Regions from separate parts of the Monodelphis domestica genome. Here region 1 is linked to region 2. Evidence: chromatin contacts called from public Hi-C data. All regions are on one chromosome and are shown on one strand. Each heading gives the region's core, a stretch centred on a gene start, on an enhancer-like site or on the middle of the called end of the contact. The rest is flanking DNA. Distances are from core to core; before and after follow the strand shown.

Region 1 (7,567 bases), core at 3,339-5,838, 78 kb before region 2:
GGAAAACTAGGCTTGGAATCAATCTCTTTACACGTGTACTAGCTGACCCTTTCCTCTTGTGATCTCGCAAGGCGCAGATGGAAAAATTATTTCTCTGGTGCCCCTGAATTTGAACGAGTAGGACTTCTGGGCTAAATCTGGCGCGGGTCCGAAAGAAAGGTCTGGTTACCGAAGTGCAAATTTCCCACTTCACCTGCCACGCCTCTTCTAGGATTCTCCGCTTCCAGTCCCATCCCAACCCCAACCCCCAACAAATACTCCAGGGGGTTGTTTGCTCCAGAGTCCAAAGCAAATTTGTATCAAAGACCTAGTGAAATCAAAAGAACTTCGATACCGATACCGGGATCGGATCGAAAGTAAGGAGACTTTTGGATAGTTCCAGCTGCTCTGTCTACAGAAAAGAAAGGGACCAGAGATCAAATACCAGGATCAGCTAACCCGATAGCCTTAGGCTATTCCTCGGAGCTCACTGTCACCCTCTGACCACTCTCCTAGGCAGGCCCTTCAAACCTTACCATTTGGGAAAACTGGGCAGCCGGTTCTTGGTTCCTATGAAACGAAATGATCTGTTATAAACTTACACATTTTTATAGGATCGTGTATGTGCCTGGGCGTGTGCACAAATGCATTTGAAGAATTCTGTTTCAGAGAACGTGCGAGATGTTTCAGAGAATAAACCGGGTGTAACTGACACCTCAGTTCAACGATAAGCCATAGGAGGTATGCACTCCTGTAAGGAACCAAGTCTAGGAACTAAAATGAATGTATGAGATAAGACTATGTAAAGGATTCATTGATAAGCAGCAAAGAAATGATTGGATACGAAAGGGTTTCACTGGGACCCTCCCAAGTTCTCCATTCCTACTGATGATCTAAGAGATCTAGGATTTCCTGCCCATTATTAACTATGCCCCAACTAGTTTTTCCTCCCCCCAGTGCTAACTCATAGCCTCTGAAACATACTGTGCCCAGTGTAATTCATTGTGACCTATCTTCTAGAATTCACACATTCAGAAAAATATGGCAAACTTTTCTTTGAAAAGCCCACATAGATATACAATGGAGCATCAAGCCTTTCTTGGCCCTCAGAGTTCACAAAAGGAGAATATAAGAGATCTTGTGTCTAGAGCACTTTGAAACAATAGAGACTGTTCTCAAAATGAAGAAATGAATCCCAGGCTGGGTTCCAGAGTAGAAGATAGACAATTCAAGTGGTCCCTCCCGTTAACTAGAGACTTCCTCTTTACTTCTTTCCTGGGACCAGCAAATGCGAGAACCAGTTACACATAAAAACAGGGGAAAGCTCTTCCTCGGGGGCATAATCTATTCAAGAGTCTCTTACATTTTGGCAGAGGTTCAGAATTCAACTTGGTTCTCAGCTATGGGTGGTACTGAGCAGATTGGGGGGGGGGAGCCTAAAGCAATTACCTCCCTCCCTCAGCTAGCAAGATCCTACCCCTAAGAATTAACAAGGCAAAGAAGAATCAAGGCAGTCAGCCTAAATGAATTACTGGGGAGAATGAGAGGATGCTATTCTAGGCCCATAGAAGTTCCAGAATCTCAACTCTCAGTCAGTGTTCATGGGAAATGTAGAGGGTCCAGTGTATATATGCACACAGAAAAAAAAAATCACACAAGCACAAAATATATATGCCTTTGGACAGACTGACATAAAGATTCAGGCAACCCAAAAGGTTGTATGGCTCTTCCAGGCAAGGTTCTCTCGAACAATGTGATAGATATATAAAGAGGAATTCCATCAGTCTAAGACAGGAAGAATCGAATCTTGCTTGCTTTCTAGGGCACTGAGGATCGTATTCCAAGGGGCAAACAAAGAATCATCTTGCTATTATACTAATGGTCCAGATTCTTAGATCTTTCTAGGATTCAGGAGTCTGAGTCTAGAATCAGCTATGGCTATGAGGGGTGGGGGGAGAAAGTAAGGGGTGAGGAATACTATTCATATTCATCGATTTGCCCCAACTCTGCTGAATATATTCTAAAGTGTCAGTAAGAGAATTCAGACATATTGAATGGAACATCAGGTGAGAAAAAAGAAGTCATATACACACCAGCCATCACACTAAGATGTCCCAACAAACACTGGGGTACTTCCATAGAAGTTCAATAAACACAAACATTTCCCAGTCTCTCTCTGTCCCTCTGTCTGTCTCTGTGTTTCTGTCTCTCTCTCTCTCCCTTTCCTCTCTCTGTCTCTGTCTCTGTCTGTCTGTCTATTCTTCTACCTCTCCTCTCTCTTTTCCCAAAGAATACTTCGGACACTTCAACAGGCACGAAAAACACACATTCTAGAAGTGTGGAGAAGAAGTTTAGGCCCTTTATAAGTTTTAATTTCATGATCAGAGTAATGTTCCCCTCCATGACTCAGATTCTCCTGTGACAGTAGAGTTGTTTTTGTTGTTGTCTTAAACCACATCAATGTGCATGCAAAGAGCCTGGAAAATAAGAAGAAAGTGGGAAGAAACTCTTGGTGATTAGAATATGCCTTGGAACTATTAAATCACCAACTAAGAAAATCTTCCCGTAGGAGCCTTCTTTTGACTCCCATCTCCCTGCAAATTGCTGACTGCTAAACCTCAACTCCAGATTAATTCCAGGTACATTCTATAGGTGGCATCACGCTACTGGAAATAGCCTCCTCTGAAGATCAGGAGAAAGTGACTTTCTTGCAGTCTGAGCCTCAGCTTTCGAAGCTGGCACCAACTTGAATCGGACCGGAACTTCTCTCCAAACCTAAAGGAATTTCTGAATCTAGCAGGAAAGAACGTTTCTTTTGACAGGATTTTCGTCGTTGGAGTAGATCAGACCTGGAGCTAAAAGGGCTGAGGGGAAGGGTTCTTCTGGAGCAATAAAATTAAGTCTTCGTTCCCTTAGTCCCTAGGAAATCAATCACTCGCAATCACTCAGATCTGGAGAAACCATCACAAGGTGGGGACCAGTGCTTGGGGATGATAGAAGTAATGAGACTGTGGCTTTTACAGAAATCTATACGATATTGTGACGCTAGGTCCAACAAGGCCAGTTCTGTAGTACTGAAGACTCAATTCCTGAAGAACTGGAAGTTCAGGAGGTTTTCTGGTCTCACCCAGGCGGTGCCCTGGCTGTCTTCATCCCTCCTCTGCGTTTCCAAAAGTGCAGAACTATGATGAGGCACACCCGTCCGTCCGGGAAGCCCTACTCCAACAAGAACTTGGAATCTAAATTCTTTTTGTCGGTCCCCATCTTTACACCTTCCTAATTCTCTTTCCCCATTTCCCACACAACAGCGTGGGTGGTAAGGCTGCTTAAGTCCACTCTTACAGTGAGTGACTTGCCCTGCCAGGAAGTAAGGAAAGAAAGACTTCTTTCTTAAAAAAGGCTTTAGGACGGTGAGCAAGGCTAGGAACTTTTAAGGCAGGTGAAGTAGAAGGATGAGAACCTAGATGTCCCAAATTCAAGATATTAGTCCCTCTAGAAAACCATTCTTGTTCAACGGAGCTGGTCCTCTGGGAATTTAAGAGTCTTGGGAGGTTGGAGAGGGGACTCTTTCACATTCCCAAAACCTCAGATTATTCTTTTTGCTTTCCCTCTCCAGGTTGAATTTGATATGGGAGCTCAGAATCATGAACTCCAGAACCTCTCAGACTGAAGAATATGAGCTAGAAGATACTTCAGTGGCTTGTGAGCAATATGTTGAAGTCAGGAAATCGCGTAGAGATCTGTGGACGAAAAATAGTAGTTATAAGGCACAACTCGCTGCCTCTAAACTCTCTATTCCTGCAGTGGAGTGCCCCCCCACCCCCATAGGGTAGCACGTAGCCATCGTATTCCCCTTAGGCAGCTGGGACATTAAAAAAAAAATCCCCAGCTGATAAATTCAACTTCAACCCATTCCAACCTTCTTTCACACTCACACTCTTCCCATCTCCACCTTCGGCCCAAACCTCCGGGGTCTAAGACCTTGGGAGAGCCGATGTCATTGGGGTTTCACCGGAGAGTAAGAGGACTGGGAAGGAAAGGAATCCGAAAGAGATCGGCAACCAGTTGGCCTTTCCCAGTAAATTAGATTCACACCATTTTTGGGTTAGGATAAGTGAAGCATATGGAGGAAGCTAGAGGAACTCCCCCAAACACCTGTTTCGAGGGACTCTTTCTCTTTCCTCTCCCTATTCTTCCCTGTTATGTTTCCCTGGAGCTGATGCCGTTGGTCATTCTCTTATTACTATTTTTAAAAATAGAAGTGTGGATCAACTGCTTCTGCATCTCAGAAACCTAGAGCGAGAGCAAAGGAAAAAAAGAAAGAGAGAAACCCGGACTGCAGTGGCAGATGGTACATTCCTACTGCCACATCTGGGGCAAGGCTGGAATTGAGGCTGCCACATCTGGGCAGGAATGGGTTGTTCCTATCACTACTCCCGCCTCCCTGACCTTTGGGATCTTGGAGCGTGCTGCAGCCGGGCCTTGGCCGCGCTCCCCATCAATCCCCTTTTAACTTGTCTTGGGCAAAGGGAGAACAAGGTATATACTGTATTTAGGTTCCTGCCCATATATGGTGTTGTGTACCAGCGCCCCACAGAATGGTTACACCATATAAGGCAACAGAGCTGAGCCTAGAGTGAGCTGGTGAGATATTATTGGCTAGCTGGTATCTCAGCAACCAGCTCTCACGAGTGGAAAAGAGCCAGACGTCTTCCCCCACCCACCTCCGTGCCTGCCCCCTCTCTTTTTTACCCCTCCTTTCCCCTCTTTTTTCTTCCCTCTCTCTCCAAATCCCCCCCCCCGCCGCCTTTTCACTCGTCTCTTTGCTCCCCTTTTCCATTCCTTCCCAGCCTCCCACTCATTCCCCACGCACTCCCCCTCCCCAAAGCAGGCAGAAAAAGGATCAGCAAAGGAGCGGGAAGCCCCGGATGGGGGAGGGGACTTTGGGAATGGATGGAGCAGCGGGGTGGGGGGGCAGCCCAGTAGCAGCTTCATGGCGCGCGCGCGCGCGCGCACACATACGCACAGACACGTATAGGGATCTAGGAATGATTTTTCTTTTTGGTCTCATGGAAGGTGGTTGGAACAATTAGCCAAGGAGAGGAGGAAACCGAGTAGGTAGAAGGGTGAGAATTGACTAATCGAGGGTTCGAATCTTTCATTAGGTTAATCAAATTAATATCGACGAGGCTGTCTCTTTAGGATGGGTTTTCTGCTTAGTATTTATTACTACTACTAAATCGATGCTCCTTCTAAAACGTTCTTTTTAAAAACCTGCCAATTGTTGAGGAATCTAGAAGCAAAATTAGGAATAGGAAAATTAAGTGATGAAAGATTTCCCTTGCTTCCCTGGAAAAAAAATACTGGAATATTCAGGGAATTGAAGAAGTGACAGTGCCAAAGTAAGTTCAGCCTTTGACCTTGGATCCCTTTCCGTTGCCCACCCAGAAGGGTAAGCGGTGGGGGGTAGGGGCGAAGGGAAGTTTTATATTACTGTAGAGCTCCAAAGCTGGGATCTGCGACTCCCTTTAGGACCTTAGAGTCTCACCAGCAAACAGGTTCAGTGAATGGATGACATTGGACTTTATGGTATGACCCCCATCTTCCCAGCCTGGAATACACATAGGCGTATACACATGCGTCGTGGAAAAGACTCCGGGTAAATACATACACAAGGTCTGGTATTTTATTCTTCGTCTCCTCCCTGTTCCCCGCCTCAGCCCCTTACTCCATGAGCAGTGAGGGACTATCACTCTAGAAACCCTTAAGTACACCGCCAAGGAGGCCAAAGGGCGATCACTTAGAGGAGGTTGTGGGCGAGCTTTCCCCACCTGTCACCACTGGACGCGCTCAGCACTGTCCCCTACTGGGCAGTTTCTCTCGGATGAGCAGTCCAGTTGGGGGAAGCGTTCAACCACAGAGTCTCTGGTTCCGGATGGATGAAGGATGGTCGGAGAGGTATAAATAACCTTGTCCTGCGCCTAGACAACCTTGCTTTTGCCCTCCGACCTTCTTTCTTAATAGCTGACATTTCCCATGGAGCACGAACCAAAGGAGGTGGGGTTCGGGAGCAAGGAACAGTCTGCGCTTTTCTGTGTATTTAGTTAGATATGCTGCTTCGTTGCAGTTTCGAAGGAAGGAAGTGCTGTGTGCCGCAGAAACAGCCCCTGCTTGGTGCTAGCGCCGTATCTCTCTCTGACCTTGGCTAAGATTTGCTGCTTCCGTGTTATCCCTGCTAGAAAACGAGATTTCCCTTAACGCACCGGGACACTGGTCAGCAGCTTTCCCCTATACTGTACTGCCTTTCGTAGGTCTTGGGTGGTTAGCACATGACATGTATCACATGTTTCCTTGAAGCACATATACTATAATATGCATATCCGCAGCCATGTCACATATTCACTACTACATCTTTTGGTGCTCCAGAAGCTCGTTGCGGCACAAATAGAAACATTCTTTACGTCAAACATACCCAGATAATCTTGTTAATGTATATAAATGAAGAACATCAACCTTATGTTGGTGAGAACCTCGAAGCCGGGTGATTAGCAAGCAGACCTTTCCTCTCTCATCCCCGACTCCCGGTCTTGGCACTTCCAAGGACTCAGGGGCCCCTCTTTTTCTCCATACTTTTGACAAGTCCACTTAATCAAACGACTAAAAGCCAAATCTGTGATTAGAATTTCTTTGACCTAGTCCCAATCTCACTGATTTTATGTATGTTTTCTAGGTTGAAGGAGTTGCTAAGAAGAGTTGAGAACGTATTTGAAAAGAAAGGAGTGAGGAGGAGGGGGAACTTCTTAGACGTAAAACATATATGCAAAACAAATATAGATCAACCCCCCCCACCTACCCCCCATTTCTTCCATTCAGTCCGACCTTGTATTGGAGATACCACCTCAGCGGAGCAGCGGGCAGGATAGGCTGCACTCTGCTTAGTCTGAGATCTAGAACCCTAAACCAGTGAAGAGGTTCCCCAGTCGCATTTTTCGTTTCTACACCATTCTCGCCTGGATCACTGGAGGAAATTTCTCTTCTTCCCAACCGGGTTCTGCCGCCTCCCGCGCCATCCCACATACCCCTCCGCCTTCACTCCTTACTCCCTCCCCCAGTCCATGTCCAGCCTATCCTGATGCTACCTCTAGAGGTTTCTCAATCCAGGGAGAATGGAAACCCAGAGGAGCTTCGGAGTGGGGCCCTCGGAAGGGGCCCCCTCAGGGTGAGCTCGGTTTTGAGTTGACTCCGGATTGGGAGGCAGCGGTGGACGAGCCTCCCTGCACCTGCTAGAGTACGTGGCACGCCGGGGCATTCACCCGGATCATCTCCTGAAAGTTCCGGGAGCAAATCTTTCGGCATTTTAGGCTATGGCAATTATTTTCCCTGGAAGAAGGTCAGTTTTAGGCTGGATTAGACTCACTCTAATGCATTGATTAAAAATATACATATATTAGATATATTAAAGGAGAGGCAGATTTTGTGTGTGACACAAACACTTAAGTGATCAGAATTTATTTTCTCCTCTGTGACTCTAGATAGGAAAGAGAAAAGGGGGGCCTGGGGTGTGTCCGTGTGTATGTAAAGACTGGGG
Region 2 (7,234 bases), core at 3,899-6,398:
CCCTTTCTCGATCTGCAAAGCCCGGGGTCCTTTACTGAGGGCCACAGTCAATCTACGGCGTCTCAAAATTGCACCAAATTGCATCATGTGAATCTAAGAGTCGCTTAGGAAAAATTGCCCGCAGGGGGCGAAATCGATGCTAGGGGCAGTAGGTGCGACCCCTTCCTTTCTTTGACCAGGTGATCCTTTCCGTGCCGCGCCCTCGAAGGCTACTACGGATGAGAGGACAGGAACGGGGAAGAGGAAAAGGTGAAAGGACAGGGAGAGGAAGTGGCAGGAAGGATCCTCTGCAAGAAAGTGAAGAAGTGGGAGAAATGACAAAAAAAAAAAAAGAATAAACCCAGAGGAACCGGAGAAGTCCTCAAACCAGGCGATCACCCGAACCTGGCTCCTAATTTACGGGTGGCGTTTCCTTCTGGCACGGGGAAAAGCCTGAAAGTATAGACCCCAGCAGCCTTCGTGGCTAACCAGCGGGAAAAGAAGGCAAGAAAGGACCAAGAGAGAGGGCCAGGAAAGAAAGCTAGGAAAACCAAGGAGTGTCGACTCATGGAAGAAACTGGAGAGATGCCGGTGGATACCGGGAAAGTAAAAGGGACAAGGAAACAGGAAGGGTTGAGTAAGGAAGAGTCTGGAGATGAGATTCAAGGAGGAGGAGAAGAGAAAACAGCAGAACTAGAAGCTCATACGCAGGAAGTGAAATGGACCACAAGGATGAAGAAAAGATAAATCTCAGAAACAACAGAGGAAAAAGATGAAAGAAACTAGCCCATTCGCTTCTCAATAAGCCTTCTAATGGGCCCTGGAACTCTTTCCACAAGTGATATTCGGGTGGGCTTTCTGGGACCAGGACGTGTGAAGTTTAGCACCTATGAGAGAGGCAGTGCTTTCTCCAGCTAGGGGCGCTGCTGCTTCCCCCTAGTTAGCTCCAAAATCCCCAATACTCTAATTCTCCATAAACATAAGGGTCACAGAGCAGGAGAAAGGATAGGAGGTTCCTGCCTAAAGAGATCTTTGGACCTCCCCAGGATCTGGGAGATGTAGAGTCCAGCAATATTTGATCCCCCCCCCCAAAAGGCTTACAGAGATTAAAAAAATAAAGGAGAGTGTTGAAACCATCCGGGTTCCGCGCCCCAACTCTCTGAAAGACCAAGGGATCAGAGGGCAGCATTGGAGCTTCAGAGAGCCAGGAAGCTACTTAGGGAAGAGATTAATTATAATAGTGAACCCCGAAAAACTCCAGAAGTTCGCATTATTAAATGAATTCAGGAGAAGATTGAGTAATGTAAACTGTAATAATCAACTCCTACATTTACAACTTCTAGTACTATTATTACTGCTACAGCCACTGACTGGTACTACCTACTATAACTGGCAAGACTGCGCAGTAGCAGCAGTGGCAGGAGTAAAGTGGGTGCTGCCGCAACAACCTCCCAACAAATGCAAGGTACAGATCTAGTTTTGCTGTCCAAAACTTGCAGAGACCAAGGGGGCAGTCTGTGCCCTGACCTCATAGGGCAACATGGGAAGCCTGGGCTCAGGGAGATCCAATAATGAATGGATAGGGGAAGGAACCCCAAGGTCCTGACCTTAGTCCTAGTACTCTCCTGACAGAGCTTAAATAGAGGGAAAGGACGAAATTGCATACGATCTTAAAATGTACATCTTTTAGGGAAGTTGTTTTTTAAGCTCCTATAGCTAGAATAGGCTTTTCCTTATGTTGTCTTTTCCATTTGCATACTTTCCCATTTCATCCAGTAGCTCCTTTAAAGTTAGAAACAAAGAAAATGAGGCACAAGTGTCAGTAAGGACTGGATAAAGAAGGTATGGTGTATCCCTAAATAGGCTAGATCCCATTAAGAGTCAATCCCCTGGGTCGTGGTTTGAAAGAAAAGATAGAATCGCAATCTCTAGGTTTGCATACTTAATTGTACTTCTCGGCTTGAAAAGGGTGGGGGCTTCCCAGAGCTCTCCCCACCTCAACTCTAAAATCCCCAGAAAGGGAGACTCTTAGCTCTCTGCTCCAAAGAGGTCTGGTTCACCTGGCACCGAGGGGAGAAAGCCCAGTTCCAACTCCATCCCTCCTAGCCGCCAGGGGCGTCGGTCCATTGTAGGACGCTGATTTTGCTTCCTCTGAGTCGGGGCTCTTTGCTTAAAGCTCCCTTAGCAGGGGAGGTGGGGAAGAAGAAGGGACCCACAGCATTCGAGGCCTGGGTGGTCCACGTGGCGCCGAATTCTAGGTTTGGCTCCCAGCTTTACCCGACGTCCAGAAACCACCTATATTTGGTGTCGGGGGGAAGGGGGAGAATGAAAATTATGAGCAGAAAGAGAAGAAAAGGACCCAGGACGGCATGTTTTCTCTTCCGGAGTCAGCTGTAGGGACGGGATGACAAACTAAAGATCCTCCAGGAAAGTCCCAAACCCGCTCCTGGCCCCTATAACACCCCTGAGGAGCCCAGTTCCGAGCACTTGGGCTGAAGATGTGTAAAGTGCTGGAAATATACAAGTATCCAACAAACCCGGCTACTCACTTCCCTCGATCTGTTATTTATTTGCGTTCAAAGAAAAGGGGTTGGGAAGAGAAAAAGTGAAAAAAGCTCGTAAACTTCCCACTACCCTTTCTTTCCCCTGACCATTAGAAGTTGAAGGATTGCAGCACCTCGGATAGGAGCCAGGGTCCGAGAGAAAGTCTAATGGCAGGGAACAAAACAAATTAATCCGAAATGCGAACCAGGAGGAGGACAATCCCAATACCTTGTCACTCGCTTTTGAGCCTCTTTGCTTTCTTCACAGGGGAAAAACCCACAGATATTCCCTATTTCTTCCGCACATACCAACCTAGATCACCCGGGGTAGAGTCCTTAGAACAGATTTCATCAAAATTGATCTCTCTTAAAAAAAAAGGTCCAGCCCCTGGGGTGTAAAGACCAGAGAGTGCAAATCCAGCCCCCTCCCGGGAGAAATCTACCCCTCCTCTATATTGGGAGGGGGACAGCTTCCAAGGCCGCACACTGAAGAGTCCAAAAAAGATTTGAGGGCTGTTTTTTTTTTTCTTTTTTCTCTCCCTGGGCTAGAGATGCCCTCTTGTCTAACCCCCTCTCCGAAAACATCCCTTTTGCTCCACTCCAGAATGGGGTTCGCCCTCTCCCACTACCCCGCACAGGTTGGAGCCTGTACAAGATCCCTGGGCAGTTCCCCAAGTTCGGATTGCCACAGCTCAACCTACTGGAAACTTGGGATCCCCATAGATAGCGACAACCTGATAACTGATAAAGGGAAAACGCGTTAGCTCTTCCCACCCCCATCTCCAGTTTCTCCCAACCCAATTAAACGCTCGAGCTCAAACCCCGGGAAATATGTACTCCCCTAAAAGTTCTTAGTTCATAATTTCTCTTCCTCGAAGGGGAATTCCTTCCTGAAGTCGGAGACAGAGAAGTTCTCTCCACCCCACTTTAAAGTTTTCCCACTCAAGAGCCGCTATGTAGTTTTTCACTGGATGGTAACTTTTCCTGAACTAGTTGGTAACTTTTTCAGAACTAGTTGGGGCCAGTAAGTAGTCCCATTATTAAGTGGTCGTGTTCTTTCATAGCTTCAATCTCCAAGGGAACAGAAGGTGAGATTTCTGAAAGATGAGATTGAAGGGGAATTTACAGAGTATAACAACAAATCTTCCTCGGGATTTACTAGACCGTTCATTTCTGGACCAGTCTGGAAACTCTAACTTTATTGTGAATATTATTAACGCTGTATTTTTAGTGGTGACAGAGGGGAATCCTTCGGGGAAACGTGCTGGATTCTCCGGGGAAAAGTTGCAAAGGAGGAATGCAATAGTCTTCTTTTCTACTCCCTTCTTTTTTTGACTTCCAGACTTCAGCAACTTTCAGGAACTCTCCACTCGAACCCTCTGTCAATTAGGGGTGGGGGTGGGGTAGAGAGAGGGAATTAGCTCTTTATGGTCACCCCCCCCCCCCCATGCTTTCGGTAGAAAAGTTTAGTTCCTGATGCCCTGGATCTTACAGCTTCGTGGCGACTCAATATTTTGCATCCCTCCACCTTTTCTATTACGGACTGTAGAACCGGAATGGGTGCCCCAGCAATAGATTGAGGCAGGGGACTGGAGGGAAGAGCGTAGGCAAGCCCCCAACTCGCAGCGAAAGAGAGATCCGAAGCCTCTGGGCTAGAAATAGCCAATTTGGAGATTCGGCCTCAGATCCAGACTCCACTCCTTTTCCACTCGCTGGAACTCTGGGATATCCATCGTACTCATCCTCGCTCCTCCCGCCCTTACACGTACACATAAATACATACGCGCACACAATTGAATGCAGAGAATTGTGGGGCACAAAGAGGGGAGAGGAGGAATTTAAAAACAGAATATAGCCCCTACTTTTCAAAAGTCAAAGCAAAGCAGTTTACTGCCCCCTTCCCCTCCCCAACAGTGAAAAATCGGAGAAAGCGGAGGCCTTGTCATAGAACCCCCAACCAATCCAATAGACATTTATTCCCACTCCGGATTCACTTTTTTAAATAATAAAAGTCGAGTCTTCTATTTTGGGCTGCCCTCCGTTGGGGCGCTTTCCCTAAGATTGTGTTTATTTTATTTAGGTCTGACTCCCGAGAATTTCTCCTTCCATTGGTAACACCCTCCACTGGCTCTCAGAGCCCTCTCTCTGAGCCGGGCTTCTCCCAACCATGCCCTGAAACCCATTGGTGCCCACCACACAAAACAGCAGGTTCCACACCCCCCCACACACACACCTTTTCCCATCCCCCTCTCCTTCCGAGATCTGCAGTTGAAAAGCTGCACGTGAAATGACAGTTTACCACCACCACCACCACCCCCGCCCCGAAAATGCTTAAATTGTCTTCAATCCTAAATGCAGCCACACCCTATAACTTCATACACACACACACAATGTACCCTTCCATCGCCCTCAAGGCCCCCTTTCCCTAGTTATCTGGGGCTATCCAGACTTCGTGGAAGTGCAAAGGGTTAAGCGCGTGTGCTGGGAAGGGTATTTAGCTATGCAAATCGGTCAACTCCTGAGACGTGTGTGTATATGCATGCGTGTGTGTGAATGTGTGCTTGTGTGCGTGTGTGTCAGCGCGCGCGCGCCCCCGGTGGCGGCGTATGCATAGGCTGCTGAGCCAAGCCAAGACTAGCTGCCCTGGGCCCAGCAGCCAGTTTCCTCGTTCCCACCCCCTTCCTTCCTCAGGCCCAAGCTTCCTTAGAACGAGAAGAGCTGGGTTTGGCAGATCAGAAGGGGCGAGGAGGCCGCCTCCGGTGTAGCTCGTGCCGAGAGAGGGTGGAGAATGGGGGAGAGAGAGAGTGGGGAGCCTCTGGGAGGCGGGGGTTGATTTTTCTGGAGCAGCTGCAGCAGCAGTCTGGCTGCCTTATCATTACTCTAACAAACGATCGATGCTCAGTTCAGGGGCACGAAGTCTTGGGGGGCTGGGCTGACACGAATCGTCTCAGCCCCAGGAAAGAGGATTTATATGAATCTAGAAGAGTGGTCTGCAAAAGGGAGGGAAGAAGAACGGGGTAGGGCAATGGGTGTAGGGAAGATGAATCCTTAGCAGCACAGAACAAGATCTGTTTTAGGCCTACGCAACTAGAGGAATAAACGTGCACAGGAAAGTGACAGACCCGGTAATAGGTAACAAATTATTCTGATTTGAATTCGCCACCACTGCACACCCCCATCCACCGTCTCCCTCTTTCTCAATTCTTCAGCCCGGTCATGTCCTCTGACCTTGTCTTTACCAACAGGCCCTTCTTGAAACGAAACAAATAAAAAATAATTCATATGTGCTTAAACTCCCCACCCAGTTCATTGCATAAAAAGAATCTTTCGTTTAGTTTTCTAACTATCAACAAATTCAATTATACCTAGAGTCATTTTTAAGGTCCTTAAAATGCCCCTATTCTCGGAGAGCAAAGGGCACAAACGAGGTAATGTCTACAAGGCTCTCTCAGGCTCTCTATTACCTTTCTTCCAGGATTCTTATTTCACTCTCCTCGCCCTCCCTTCCTCCTCCACAGGCTCCAGCTGTGGACCATTGGTGTAAGTGAGGGGGAAGGAGCCTGCACTGGATAAACTCTCCCCTAGGGGGCAGACTACTCCTGAAGGACTCTGCAAGAGCTAAACAGATCAATGACGTCAAGGACCTGTGTGATTCCAACTTTGGGTTATCCAGCACCCTGGAGCAGAAAGAAGAGTTTGGAGTTGTTGTTGGTATTTCATTTCTGCTACTACCCACAGGTATGAGAGCAGAGAAAATATCTTTCCTTCGGAGCTTGGCAACTTCATACAAGCTGACTCCGAAATGACTTACTACTACTTGCGTTGTCTGAGAAGCTGAGAAGACTGGTTTTCAAAAACCTAGAACCAATCATCTCACAGAATTTTTAACCTCATGTGCTTCATCTTTATTTAGTCCCATAAGAATGACAAGAAACATAACTTAATGACTAGGACATTAATTCTTTTTTTTCTTTTATGTCAGCAGATAGCCTTTTTTATTTGGTCAATTTCAAACATTATTCCCTGCTTACAAAAATCATATTCTATTCCTTCCTCCCCTCCCCCTACTCTTCCTGTAGCCCAGGCACAATTCCACTGGGTATTACATGTGCCCTTGATCAGAACCTATTTCCATGCTGTTGATGTTTGCACTAGGATGTTCATTTCCCCCTCGACCCATGTAATCAAGCAGTTATTTTTTCTTCGGTGTTTTTACTCCCACAGTTTTTCCTCTGAATGTGGATATAGTGTTCTTTCTCGTTGATCCCTCAGGTTGTTCAGGATCACTGCATTGTCACTAATGGAGAAGTCCATTACATTCAATTGTACCACAGTGTATCAGTCTCTGTGTACAATGTTCTCCTGGTTCTGCTCCTTTCCCTCTGCATCACTTCCTGGAGATTGTTCCAGTTCCCATGGAATTCCTCCACTTTATTATTCCTTTGAGCACAATAGTATTCCATCACCAACATATACCACAATTTGTTCATCCATCCCCCAATTGAAGGGCATTCCCTCATTTTCCAATTTTTTTGCCACCACAAAGAGCCCAGCTATGAATATTCTTGTACATGTCTTTTTCCTTATTATCTCTTTGGGGTACAAAACCAGCAGTGCTATGACTGGATCAAAGGGCAGACAGACTTTTAGTGCCCTTTGGGCATAGTTCTAAATTGCCCTCCAGAATGGTTGAATCAATTCACAACTCTACC

Evidence for each region. Hi-C and Micro-C count contacts between places; a contact is called where the count stands out from the background.
Region 1: a Hi-C map of spleen and liver shows a contact between it and region 2, with 4 times the contacts expected there. The contact joins two enhancer-like sites.

Annotation. Positions count from the first base shown.
Region 1 is chr2:235,566,947-235,574,513 of mMonDom1.pri, reverse strand. No RefSeq gene overlaps it. Among named protein-coding and RNA genes, the nearest start is that of CBX8, 16 kb to the left of the region's middle. Within about 2 kb of position 4,588, at least 2 of the 2 cell types and tissues checked have open chromatin away from gene starts, as enhancers often do.
Region 2 is chr2:235,489,890-235,497,123 of mMonDom1.pri, reverse strand. No RefSeq gene overlaps it. Among named protein-coding and RNA genes, the nearest start is that of CBX4, 4.0 kb to the left of the region's middle. Within about 2 kb of position 5,148, at least 2 of the 2 cell types and tissues checked have open chromatin away from gene starts, as enhancers often do.